Regions from separate parts of the Sus scrofa genome. Here all the other regions are linked to region 2. A link is a contact called in public Hi-C and HiChIP or PLAC-seq data. All regions are on one chromosome and are shown on one strand. Each heading gives the region's core, a stretch centred on a gene start, on an enhancer-like site or on the middle of the called end of the contact. The rest is flanking DNA. Distances are from core to core; before and after follow the strand shown.

Region 1 (3,828 bases), core at 289-2,788, 730 kb before region 2:
TAGATAGAGTAACAGGTTTTTTTTTCTTTCATTTGTGTCATTCTTTTATTACTAAGGCTGCTGTCCTGCTTTTTAATCTATTGTTGAAAGATTGGTAACTTGTTTGTATTTCATTTCAAGAGAAATTAAATAAAATGCATTACCATATTTTTCAGTAATGAGATATTTCAGAGTGAAGAAATAAGTCAATAGCTTTTCTGGTTTAGTAAGTTTATGTTTTAAATATTCATATCCTGCTTTGTTTCAGGACGACTTCAAGGCTGCTGATATGTTTACTGTTCAAATATCAGGACAGTAATAATCAAGCCTTTAAAACTGTGGGTGAAAAAGCCAGCAAATTTCAGTCATCTTTTATTTATGTAAAGAGATTGTATGTCATTTTACTTCCTGTCCCTTTTCACAGGAACTTTACATATGGACTCTCCTCTTACTAGGAATCTTTATATTGGGAAGCTCTGCGTGAGGTTGAAGTTTTTATGGGGGAACTTGATTAAAACACAGTTGTCTTTAAAGGCGGGTTTGCCACATAAGGTTAGGGGTTGCCAATAAATCCATTTATAGCAACTTCTGTATTCCCTGCTCCAGACACATTATCTGGGTGACCGGTGCACGATTCCCACAGGCCATGCAAGGCAGCAACAGTCTTAGCTGATCCCTCCGTGACCAAGGCTGATTTAAAGGGCTTCGGGTGTGGACTGGGCCGAGCCCCCCAGCCTGAATTGCTTGCCTGGGATCTTGGGGGGACTCCAGAATCTTTGGGCCCTATCCTGGTTTTCCTCTGCTAGGGTATAACAATACATTTTAGAAACTTGGTAATTTAATTTACTGCTGCCAACCGAAACAATAATAGCATCTTTGTGTTTCTCCTACCTCCATACCTCCCTCCTCCCGCCGATACAAGCACGATGTTGGCCCTGCGTAAATACAGCACAGAACAACACAGGGCCACCCCAGAGCGATTGGAGGCTCTGGGACCTGGTCCCAGGGGCGCAGGAGGCAATCACGGGCTCCTGAAAGTCCCTAATTCGCATTTGGGAAAGAAAAAGACACAGCAGGCGAGATGCCCCTTACACCTTCCATCTGCCTGAACTCAATCTTGCTCCAGAAAGTGAATGTTTGAGCGCGCGCGCGCACGTGTGTGTGGTGTGTAGTTAAGTGAGGCAGAGAAAATTCAAGAAAGCCACACAAGTCACCCTAAAGCATCCACCAAAATTTCAGCTTGGTTAATTGCTCCCATATGTCCTCCTCCGCTGCTTTCAAAAAGCAGCAAGGAGGGGGGAGGCCGGGCCACTTCACTGATTTGTAGAGGTTGAAAAAAAGATTATCACCCATCTTGATCCAATCCTGGAGGGGCCTAAGCGAAGCATCGGGGGCCTAGCCCCACTGGGGGAAGGTCGGGGGTGGGGGGACCCTATAGAAAGTTCGCGCACCGCACCCCAGCGGGTCCCAGGAGCTGCCGCAGCCCAGGGCTGGGAGGGGCGCGGGAGGCGCGGCCCGGGCGGGCGCGCGAGAGGAAGGTGCCTTCGGGAACACGCGCAAGGGCGGGGATTCGCGCTGCCAATGAGGCCCGGCTGTGGGCTGTGCGAGGAGGGGGGACGGGCGGGAGCGCAGCCTTAGCTGTGGCAGCTGCGGGAGCAGCGGCCGCCTTGGGAGTCGGAGGAGAGGTAGCCGCGGAGCGCAGAGCTGGCCGCGCCCCGAGGCCCGGCCCTGGGGGTGGGGAGCAGCGCGGAGGAGCTGGAAACTTTCCCTGCAGGTAACTCCCGCCGCTCTGGCGCCGCCGCCGGGCTCCGCGCGTCCGGGGCAGGACCAGCTGCTGCAGTGCAGAGGGGAGCTGGGGGTCCCGGGAAGAGGAGAGGGTGATGGGGAGAGTGGAAAGGCATGTGGGAAAGTTTCTGGAGCCTCCCTGCCCCCCTTCGCTGGGCACACCCGGGAGCTTTCCGGGGATAGGCACGGACATGTTGGGCGCTCCGGGCCTTGGTCCTGGCGTCTCTGGAGAATCGGTGCCTTCTTTTAGCTTCCCCACTGCGACGGACCGAGCGGGCCCCGGGTGGAGCTGGGGTTCGGGGGCACTGGGAACGCGCGGCGGCACGCTCGAGTTTCGGGATCACCCCCGCCCGGCGCGTCTCCGCGCCCCCCTTCCCGCCTCCTCTGTAGCCTCTGGGCTTGGCAAGGGCCTGGCTGCGCCTGGTACCTGGGGCAGGAGAGGCGGGGGAGAGGTGCGCCTGCCACCGTGGGGTCCAGGGCGCCCCGGGAGTGTAGGTGAGCGCGGGTCGCGAAGTTGACGCGTGAACTTAAACCCCAGCAGAGTTGAAAGTATTGCTTCGCTTCCAAGAACATTGCGATGAGTATATCCACGTTTTTTGGGGGAAGGGGTAGGTGAATTAGGATTAGAGATTGAAGGAGAGTTGGAATTGTATTAAGGTTATGTACCCTCCCGTTCTTGGAGAGTGAAGCGTGCTTACTTCTTTTGGGAAACATATATCGGGGGCAAGTTCTTCCTGCAGGACTTTGGGGTGCGGGCGCGCCACGTTGTGGGTGTGAGGGGCTCCCGGCTTTGGCGCTGGAGCTTTCCGGAACGGCTGGCGAGGAAGGAAGCCCTAAGGCATTGTGTGCGGTGTTTGCCGACAGAGACGTCGCTAGACCGGCGTTCTCAAAACTTACTTCACTTATTGTGTGAGGCTCCGGGAGGAAATGCGGCGGTGGCCAGGTAGAAATACGGCGCTGCGCCCGGGGGTTCGGAGGTCACCCGGCTCCGTGACAGTCTTTCCCGTACCAACTCCCTCCAGCCCACCCTTGGCAGCCCCAGATCCCGGTGCCTCGAGGGATGGTACTCGTCTCGGTAGCGCCCTTCCTTGCTGGAATAAACTCGGGGAGGTTAGGAGGGCACCTTCATCTTGAACTTGACCCTAGAAGAATCGAAGTCTGGGAAGGTTGCAAGATAAAGGAAGCTGAATCTTCCCGTGGGATGGGCCTCCCACTCTGGCAAGGAAAGGAAGTGCCTGGTTTAGGATCTTTGAGGAATTGGGTTTAGGACTGCTGAGGTCGTTAACTTGAAATGCCAGACCCTCAGGCTGCAGAAGTTAATCTGTTTGTAGAGATGGGAGAGGAAAGGTGAAACCGGGTTGGTGGGTACAGAGAGTTGGTATTTCTGTGTAGCAGCCATGAAGGCAGTCTGTATCTCTGCTTTCACCAGGTCCGCTACTCTCTCTCTTTTTCCTTCCTGGGTCATCTTTAGTCCTGCCAGGCTGGCACTCCTAGGGTGGGGGAGGGGAAGGAGAAGAAAGCAGTTGGGAAACTTCCTGGCCAGCTTGGAGGTATTTAAGATCTGCTACTCTGAGGATTCCAGGATTTTAACAGCTGCTTCTTGATTGCTGGGAATGAAAGAATTTACGAGCCATCCAGAGATGTTCATTATAGTGGTAGTCTGAATGTTTTACCCATCTAAGCTTCTTAAAGATCTCGCAAGGGACCTTCAGTAGAGTATGCCAGTTTGTGTCCACCAGAATGCTTATTGGGTGTCAGAGCTCATGGTAAATATATCCTGGCGGTATTAAGATGAAAAGTATGTGGGAGTAAAGGAAATATGGTATCTGACATCCTTCAGGACTTCCTCCTAGGGTTGCTCCTGTTACCTGCCAAGTGAATTCAGTCCAGGCTTCCGGACTGTTGTGATTTGACAATAAGAGATGGGAAATAGTGTCATCGATTTTAGTGGAGGCAGGAAAGTCCAGAAATAAATTTCAGGTCGCTTTCCATGACCCTGTCTTTCAGCTGTGATGCCACAAATTTAACTTTTGCTGGGACTTGTAAGCCGTGTTTTTCCTGCCT
Region 2 (3,674 bases), core at 466-2,965:
AGTGGTTTAGATATGGAATGTAATAGTTAACAATTATGGAATGCTTAAACTATGTTCTAGGCACTGATGCATTAACCCATTTAATCTTTTCAACAACCCTATGAGTTATAGGTACTCCAACCCACATTTTATAGGAAACCTTGGCTTGGCAAGGTTAAGGAATTGCTCAAGATAACAAAGGGAGTAAGAGGCAGGGCTAAAATTTGAACCCATGCAGCCTGTGCTCAGGGTGTCTATGTTCATAACCACAATGCTACAGGTAGACTCAAACAGTTGGAAGAAACCTGGGCAAATTTTCTATAAAGAGCAAATTAATTTTCTCAAACAATCCCTGTTCACTTTATTCCATATTAGATAGTCTTCAACTCACCTTTTTTTTTTTTTTTTTTTCTTGGTCTTTTTAGGGCTGCACACACGGCACATGGAGGTTCTCAGGCTAGGGGTTGAATAGGAGCTGCAGCTGCCAGCCTACACCACAGCCAGAGCAATGCCAGATCTGAGCCTCATCTGCAACCTACACCACAGCTCATGGCAATGCTGGATCCTTAACCCACTAGGCGAGGCCAGGAATCAAAGCCACCTCCTCACGGATACTAGTCGGATATGTTAACTGCTGAGCCACAATGGGAACTCCTTCAACTCACATTTTAAAGAGATAGAATGGCATTTATATGCCAACTTTAAATAATAATTATCTTTAATATTTTACAATTTACAATAGTGAAGAATGAACAGTCTGTTAGTTTCTAAGACAGAGGGATGATACATTTCACCCTCCGGATGAAATAACAAAAACCACAAACTTCATACTACATTTATTGAAATTACTTGGATCTAAAGAATTGCTTAAACAACCTAATGAAAATAGGTCAGTGTACCAATCAAGTGTAATCAGTATGCCTCCAAGTTTCAATAACTTAATCTTTACTGGTGAAGAACTTTGATGTTTGGTACATTATTCAAAATCCACATATTCACCTAAATTCACCGAAATTGTGGCTTTTTCCTCTAATCTACTCCTTTTCATTAGGATTCTTTTATATCTTGGTTTACCACATTTACAGATTTCTGAAAGTTTCGTCTCATTCTCGTCAGGCCATTTACCTCACAATTTTCCTCTCTAAATGGATGAATTCTTACTGCAAAATCTGTAGCTACACTACCAAAGATTAGTAAAACGATCTTAAAAGACTTGTCTAAGAAACTACACCACCACCACTGAATTACAACCAGTAACAAATGGTCCGGGACAAATCCACTCCAACCTTTAAAGGAGAGGGTTCGGATACACAGGGCAGACAGGGAATGGGAGGAGGGGAGGTCGGAAAAGGCAGTGTTTGATTCAAGTCAATAAACATTGACTGCGCCACTCCTCAAGCGGAAAAAAAAAGGGGCGGGGGCGGTATTTTGAGCAGTGGGCCTTGCAGGTTTGCAGGAGGAGGCAAGAGCCTGTGCCACGGACTTGGGCTCTGGAGAACGGCAGGGCTGGATACCAGCCCTTCGCCAAGCCAGGCGAGGGCGGCCAACTAGGGCCGGGCCTCCAGCGCCCAGCTCCCGGCGCCCGCACCCTCGCAAGCCCGCCGGCCGACCAGTCGAAGCCGCTTACCGATGGCGCCTCGCTGACTCCCCAGGGGCAGCCCTTCAACGGTTGCCGCAGTCAGAGCACCACCCCGCGGTGGGGTACGTCGAGTCCGCCCGCAGTTCTCGGGTCCGCGGAGCTTCGCCACTCTCGCGAGAAGTCGGCGGAATCCGCGAAGTGGTGGGGTTGGGGGAAGGAAGAGAAGGGAGGGGCTTTTAACGGTGGCGGCTGCTTCTGCGCCTGATCCTGGAGAAGGGCGGGCGCCATTGTGCTTCGCCGCCGACTGTTCAGCCTCATTTAGAGGCCTAGAACTCAGAGGAAGAAGGTAGTGGTGTGATCGCTGGGAGCCGGACGCGCCTGTTCGGTGTTAGCACCGGAAGAAGGGGAATAAGCTGCGGAGTTTGGGCTTCTACCTCTGGGGTAGGTGGTTCTAGTCTAGGCCGCTGGTGGGGGAGGGGAGGAAATGAAGTGCGGCCCCGGGGACGCGGAGGCCCCTGCTTCCTTCCTCTCTAGATGGGGTGAAGGAGCTTGATCCCGCGAACGAAGCGGAGCTGTCCGCAGGCCTTCTTTGCCCGGAGCCTTTCGTCCCGTGGTGGAGTTTTGTGACGGGTGAAGGGGGCAGGTTGTGCGTCTTCCATATGGACTTGCGGCGGGCTCGGGCAAGGGGCTTGAGCCATATTTTGGCCTTTGGCGGCCTCCCCTTAGGTTGGGTTTAGGAGGGTCTTTACCGAGCCCCGAGGGCGAGCAGTGTCACGTGTAAAATATTTAATGAGCGAGGTGTTGAAGGCCAAGAGACTCAGGGCTCTGCCAGCCCAGCCTTGAATTGTAGGGACTTTGCCAGCACCTTAGATGCGGTAAATATTTGCTGATTGATTGTCCAAGTTCTTGAGTATCGTAATAACTTTGGGCTTTCTTTTGCTTTGTGGTAAATTGTACGTTCTTCAAATGGAAATACGTGATGATATGTGTAAGAACGGACTTGTTGGCCTAAGAAGTAAAAATATGGAGGGCATCAGTAGAACATAGTACTCCTTCATTTTGATGAAACTGCATAATGAAGATGACTGTGTACACACACCAAAAATACTGTAATTCTTTTTTCCTACGTACAGATGTAAATATATGGGCAACATCTCTCTTGGTAATAAATTCATCACGAATGCTGTCGTTTGTCACTATTAAGAACAAAGGTGCCAAGTGAAGTGGAATTCAGTAAGATTTTTTTTTTCCGATTTTGTATAATATTTTAGTTTTTTTTTTCATTTTAAAAATAATTTAAAAATCTCTCCTTGCTCTCATCTGTCCGTTTCTGTCTAGAGCCAAGAGGTAAGGTTAAAGATGAATTTTTGACTTAAAAATCAAATGGTATACCATTGTTAAAAAGGCAGGCATATAGTGTAACTAGATTTTTGCTTTCCTTTGAGATAAAATTTTGTTTCAGAAATGGGGTCATTACAGAATTCCCTGGTGGCTCAGCAGGCTAAGAATCTGGAGTTGTAACTGCTATGAGTGGATACTGCTGTGAAGGGGGGGGGCGTCCCTGGCTGGGGAACTTCCGCATGCCTCAGGTGTAGCCAAAAAACAAACAAAATCCGTATTAAAAATTTTTTAAAAAATGAGGTCAGTGTTTCATTTACAGCTCTACATACAGCATTTTGTGAAACCTCAGGGGTATATGAGGCATTAGCGGTAGAAGATATAGGTCTGATTCTTGATTTTACCGTAATTATTTATTTATTAATGTTTTCCTAGAAGCGTAGCAGTCAATTCTTAGAGTTAAGATGAGGATTAAGTTCTAGTAGTGAGTAGCAGTCAACACCCTGGGGGACATAATACTTGATGAGTATAAACAATTGGAACGGATATTAAAGTCCATCTGTCCATTCTGGTCAGAATAACATTCAAATTTTACCCTCCCTGAAATACCCCCTTCACGGAGTGCTGGCCGTTTTTCACAGGCAAAGTGCTATCTACTTATATAAAGTCTATACTACAAATCTTTACATGTAAGAATTTTTTACAACTCTTCTTTTGCCCTAAATTATACCACAGATATAAACATGCTTGGTAAGTATAGTTCTGAGTTTTTTCCAAA
Region 3 (3,983 bases), core at 1,446-3,945, 600 kb before region 2:
TTACAACTAGTGATCTCATACTGATACATTGTTATTAACCAAAGTCTATGCTTCCTCTTTCTTCAGTTTATAACCTAATATTCAGGATCGTATTCTGGATACCGCATTGCGTTTATTTGTCATGTCTCCTTAGGCTCCTGTTGGCTGTGGCAGTTTCTCAGACTTTCCTCGGTTTTGATGACCTTGGCCGTTGTGAGGTTACTGTTCCAGCATTCTGTAGGACACCCTTCTTTTGGAATCTGTCCAATGCTTCACATGATTAGACTGAAGCTAAGGGGTTTGGGGGAGGAAGACCACAGAGGTATAAAGCACTATTTATAGCGCATCATGTGGATGTGATACTTCAACATAACTTAGCTCAGTTTTTGTTAACTTGGTCACCTGGCCAAGGTAACAGTTGCCAGGTATCTCCACAGTGAAGTCACTCTATCCCACGTCCCTCTCCATACTCTCTGGAGGGAGGTCACTATGCACAGCCCACCGTGAAGGGTGAGGTGTCAGGCTCTCCTCCTTGAGAGTGGAGAATGCACATAAATTATTTGGAATTTTTCTACCTGGGAGAGTCTTCTCTTCTTTCTCACTTATTTGTATCAGTATAACTTCAGAGGTCGATGACATTCAAGTGTTGTACTGTGAGGCACCTGCCATGGGCCCTTGCATGTTACCTTGCATGTTGCCCTGCATGTTACCTTGTTGGCTCTTAGTGACGCTGACCAGCCTTTGCTGGGTGAGTATGTCCCAGTTCTCAGTTCTCTTAGGTCCAGCCTGAAATGGGGGCAGACTGGCTGTAGGATTTTAATTTCTCCATGTAAATTGTTAACCATATGTGTGTGACCTGAGACATTAGATATTAAAATCTGGACCTCCTGCGCCTAACTGCTCATGAGTACAAGCATTACTATCTTCATGGTGAAGAAACACTCTTCTGCATTTTGTCTGAAATTAGCATTGAAGCGGCGCCACCGTGTGGTATGTGCATAGGGATTGCTGTTTCCTAGAAACAATTTCTGAGGAATTCTGCCTCTCTCCTGACCCTATTATCTAGTAGCTAAAATACTTTAAGAAAAAAAAAATGTCAAGTTCTTAAAAGAGAGGCTGCATTCTGACTTTGCCTTTATACACGACTGGGTTTGCATAAAAAGTGAACACTTTAAAGTTAAAATTCCCAGTAGTTGTTTTGTTTTTGCATACCGTTAACTTTTAATGTGTTTCTTTTTCTTTCTTTCTTTCTTTTCTTTTCTTTCTTTTTTTTTTTTTTTGGTATTTTTGCCTCTTCTAGGGCCGCTCCCATGGCATGTGGAGGTTCCCAGGCTAGGGGTCTAATCGGAGCTGTAGCTGCCGGCCTGCGCCACAGCCACAGCAACTGGGGATCTACAACCTACACCACAGCTCACAGCAACGCCAAATCCCCAACCCACTGAGCAAGGCCAGGGATCGAACTCACAACCTCATGGTTCTTAGTCGGATTTGTTAACCACTGAGCCACAACGGGAACCCCTAATGTGTTTCTTAAAGTGAGCTTTTTTCTGATTATTCACAGTTGTTTAATAGCTGGATATAAAAATGCAACAGGTTGAAACCCAGAACTTCTAGATTATTCACTCTGATTATTCACAGTTGTTTAATAGCTGGATATAAAAGTGCAACAGGTTGAAACCCAGAACTTCTAGATTATTCACTCTGATTATTCACAGTTGTTTAATAGCTGGATATAAAAATGCAACAGGTTGAAACCCAGAACTTCTAGATTATTCACTCTGATTATTCACAGTTGTTTAATAGCTGGATATAAAAGTGCAACAGGTTGAAACCCAGAACTTCTAGAGCTTTTCTCTTTGGCTGTAGGTAGGTGGAGGACTTGTTTTAATTGTCCCATTCTTCTTGGGCCAAAAGTTTTCAGAAGTTTAAGCCCTTGTGGAAGGTAGCCAGGACTCCCGCGAGTGCCCACTGTGACATGTGGGAATGAGGGGCTAGTGGGGGATTAGCAGCTCTCTGCCTCCTGGAATGTTTACGTCTGTAGGCCGTGCATCCTCAGAAGGGGAGAGGTGAGAGAGTTGGTGGGATCATTTAAATGTTAGCAAGTGCTGAGCTGGAGATTAGTCTGACAGCCTGAGTTGGTTTTAAAGAAAATCAACAAGCAGTCACTCTTTTTGTTGTATTAAGTCCGTGTGTCACCAAGAACTCTCAATTTAATGCTTATCTAGGTCAGCTTTTGAGAGTGAGGTAAAATTGCCATGGCTTTGATAGATAAAGAAAATTCAGTAAGAATCTGAACTGCAACTGAGCGAATGTGGAAGCCGGCCCCTCTGCTATGTCCTGCACCCAAGGCACTGGTGGAAAGTTGAACGCTGGTGCTGAGAGGGTTGTGAGTGTCTCGGTTGTTACAGGCGATGGCAGATGTGTTGGGAGGAGACGAGCTCTGCCTGTGCCTCTTCATCTGGCTCCTTGTCAGTGATGTCACAGGTCACCTATGTCCTCTGTGAGTGTAATTTGTCCTGTTCCGACTCGAAAGAGATAACAGCAAAGCCCCCAAAATATCGCTTTGCTGCTGTCCCCTTCGGTTTCTGATGTTTTCAAGAGGTATTTCAGATAATGGGAACCACGTGTGTTCAAGTGTGAGCTCCTCTCCGCAGAGGTCAGAGAAGGACGTTTGCCTCAAGCTCACAAGCCCAGCCCACCATGGCTCTCCAGGGCTGTTAGAGACCACTTGTGTGTGTCCTGACACATTGGCCTCTGGCTGCGCACAGCAAGATTACAGGCTGCTCCTGACCTCAGAGATGGTGTCTCAGGGCAGAGTGCCTCCTCTTACAGGTGCCAGGAACACGGAGGAGTGAGTTCTGTGGGGATGCTGACAAGTACACAGTGATGACAGTGAGTACTGCAGTGGCACCTGGAAGGTTCTAGAACTCAGCAGAGGGACCAGAAATGAATGATGGCTAGCTTTGCTGGCCAGCTAGAGGCTGTGGGTAGATTATGTTGGACTTGAAGTTAAGGGTATTTTTTTTCTCCTTCCCTCCTTTCTTCCTGAATTCCTTCCAGGGAGTATTTTGAAAGTAAGAGACTAAGTGACTATACACTGGAGGGGCCATTGTTTTTAAAATGAGCTTTTTGATGTCTGAGAGCAGCATTTTGTCTACAGATGATATGAATTTCAAATTACAGTTCAGTGTGTTGTAGTTAATAATTTTAAACATGGCTTTCCATAGCCTTTAAGTTTAACTTACATTTCTTATGTTTATAATCTAATTTAAAACCATACATTTAAAATAGCTCATACAGCTCAATATAAAAAAAAAACCACAACCCAATAAAAAAATGGGGGTGTTCCAATTGTGGCTTAGTGGTAATGAACACAACTAGTATCCGTGATGACACGGGTTCGATCCCTGGCCCTGCTCAGTGGGTTAAGGATCCAGCATTGCTGTGAGCTCTGGTGTAGGTCACAGATGCAGCTCGGATTCTGTGTTTCAGTGGCTGTGGCATAGGCTGGCAGCTGTAGCTCCAGTTTGATCCCTGGCCTGGGAACTTCCATATGCTGCAGTTGCAGCCCTGATAAAGAGGGGAGACAGAAGACCTGAATAGATATTTCTTCAAAGAAGACTTTCAGATGGCAAACAGGCACATGAAAAGATGCTTAACATCACTAATTGTTAGAGAAATGCAAATCAAAACCATAATGAGCTATCCCTATATTATACCCAATATATTATAATAACCTTTATTGGAGTATAATCTGTAAGAAACCTGAATTACCATGCTATATGCCTGAAACTAACATGATACTGTAAATCAGCTATATTTCAATTTAAAAATAATAAAAATTAAAAATATATTTAAAAAATTTTACTTAAATTTATTTAAACATTACCCATTTTAAATAGGAATCACAAAGTTAGATACTCTGATATGCTACATTTTTAAGACATTAAAATTTTTCTACTAGACATATTCCCTCATTATGCCCAGTGGTGGCAAACTTCATC

The links. A called contact is a pair of places that touch in the nucleus more often than the background predicts. HiChIP or PLAC-seq counts read pairs in DNA pulled down with a chosen protein or histone mark.
Region 1: a contact with region 2 is called in an H3K27ac HiChIP or PLAC-seq map of skeletal muscle, with 2.7 times the contacts expected there. The contact joins the promoter of TANC1 here to the promoter of MARCH7 in region 2. A contact is called at or near these places in 1 of 5 promoter capture datasets (fetal liver) and 1 of 2 datasets of contacts at active chromatin or transcription factors (skeletal muscle).
Region 3: a Hi-C map of fetal liver shows a contact between it and region 2, with 2.0 times the contacts expected there. The contact joins the enhancer-like site here to the promoter of MARCH7 in region 2. A contact is called at or near these places in 6 of 47 Hi-C or Micro-C datasets (embryonic fibroblasts, fetal heart ventricle, fetal liver and 2 more) and 1 of 2 datasets of contacts at active chromatin or transcription factors (skeletal muscle).

The regions. Positions count from the first base shown.
Region 1 is chr15:65,918,630-65,922,457 of Sscrofa11.1, forward strand. It overlaps TANC1 (protein TANC1), which reads left to right and starts at 1,539. Exons shown (of 26, transcript XM_021074763.1): 1 at 1,539-1,753.
Region 2 is chr15:66,647,648-66,651,321 of Sscrofa11.1, forward strand. It overlaps MARCH7 (E3 ubiquitin-protein ligase MARCH7), which reads left to right and starts at 1,716. Exons shown (of 10, transcript XR_299495.3): 1 at 1,716-1,999. It overlaps LOC110256931 (a long non-coding RNA gene), which reads right to left and starts at 1,743. Exons shown (of 5, transcript XR_002339014.1): 1 at 1,607-1,743.
Region 3 is chr15:66,050,221-66,054,203 of Sscrofa11.1, forward strand. The region is part of intron 3 of TANC1 (protein TANC1); the gene reads left to right. Among named protein-coding and RNA genes, the nearest start is that of TANC1, 130 kb to the left of the region's middle. Within about 2 kb of position 2,696, at least 7 of the 83 cell types and tissues checked have an H3K27ac peak or open chromatin away from gene starts, as enhancers often do. A contact at or near this core is called in fetal liver, where this site is marked.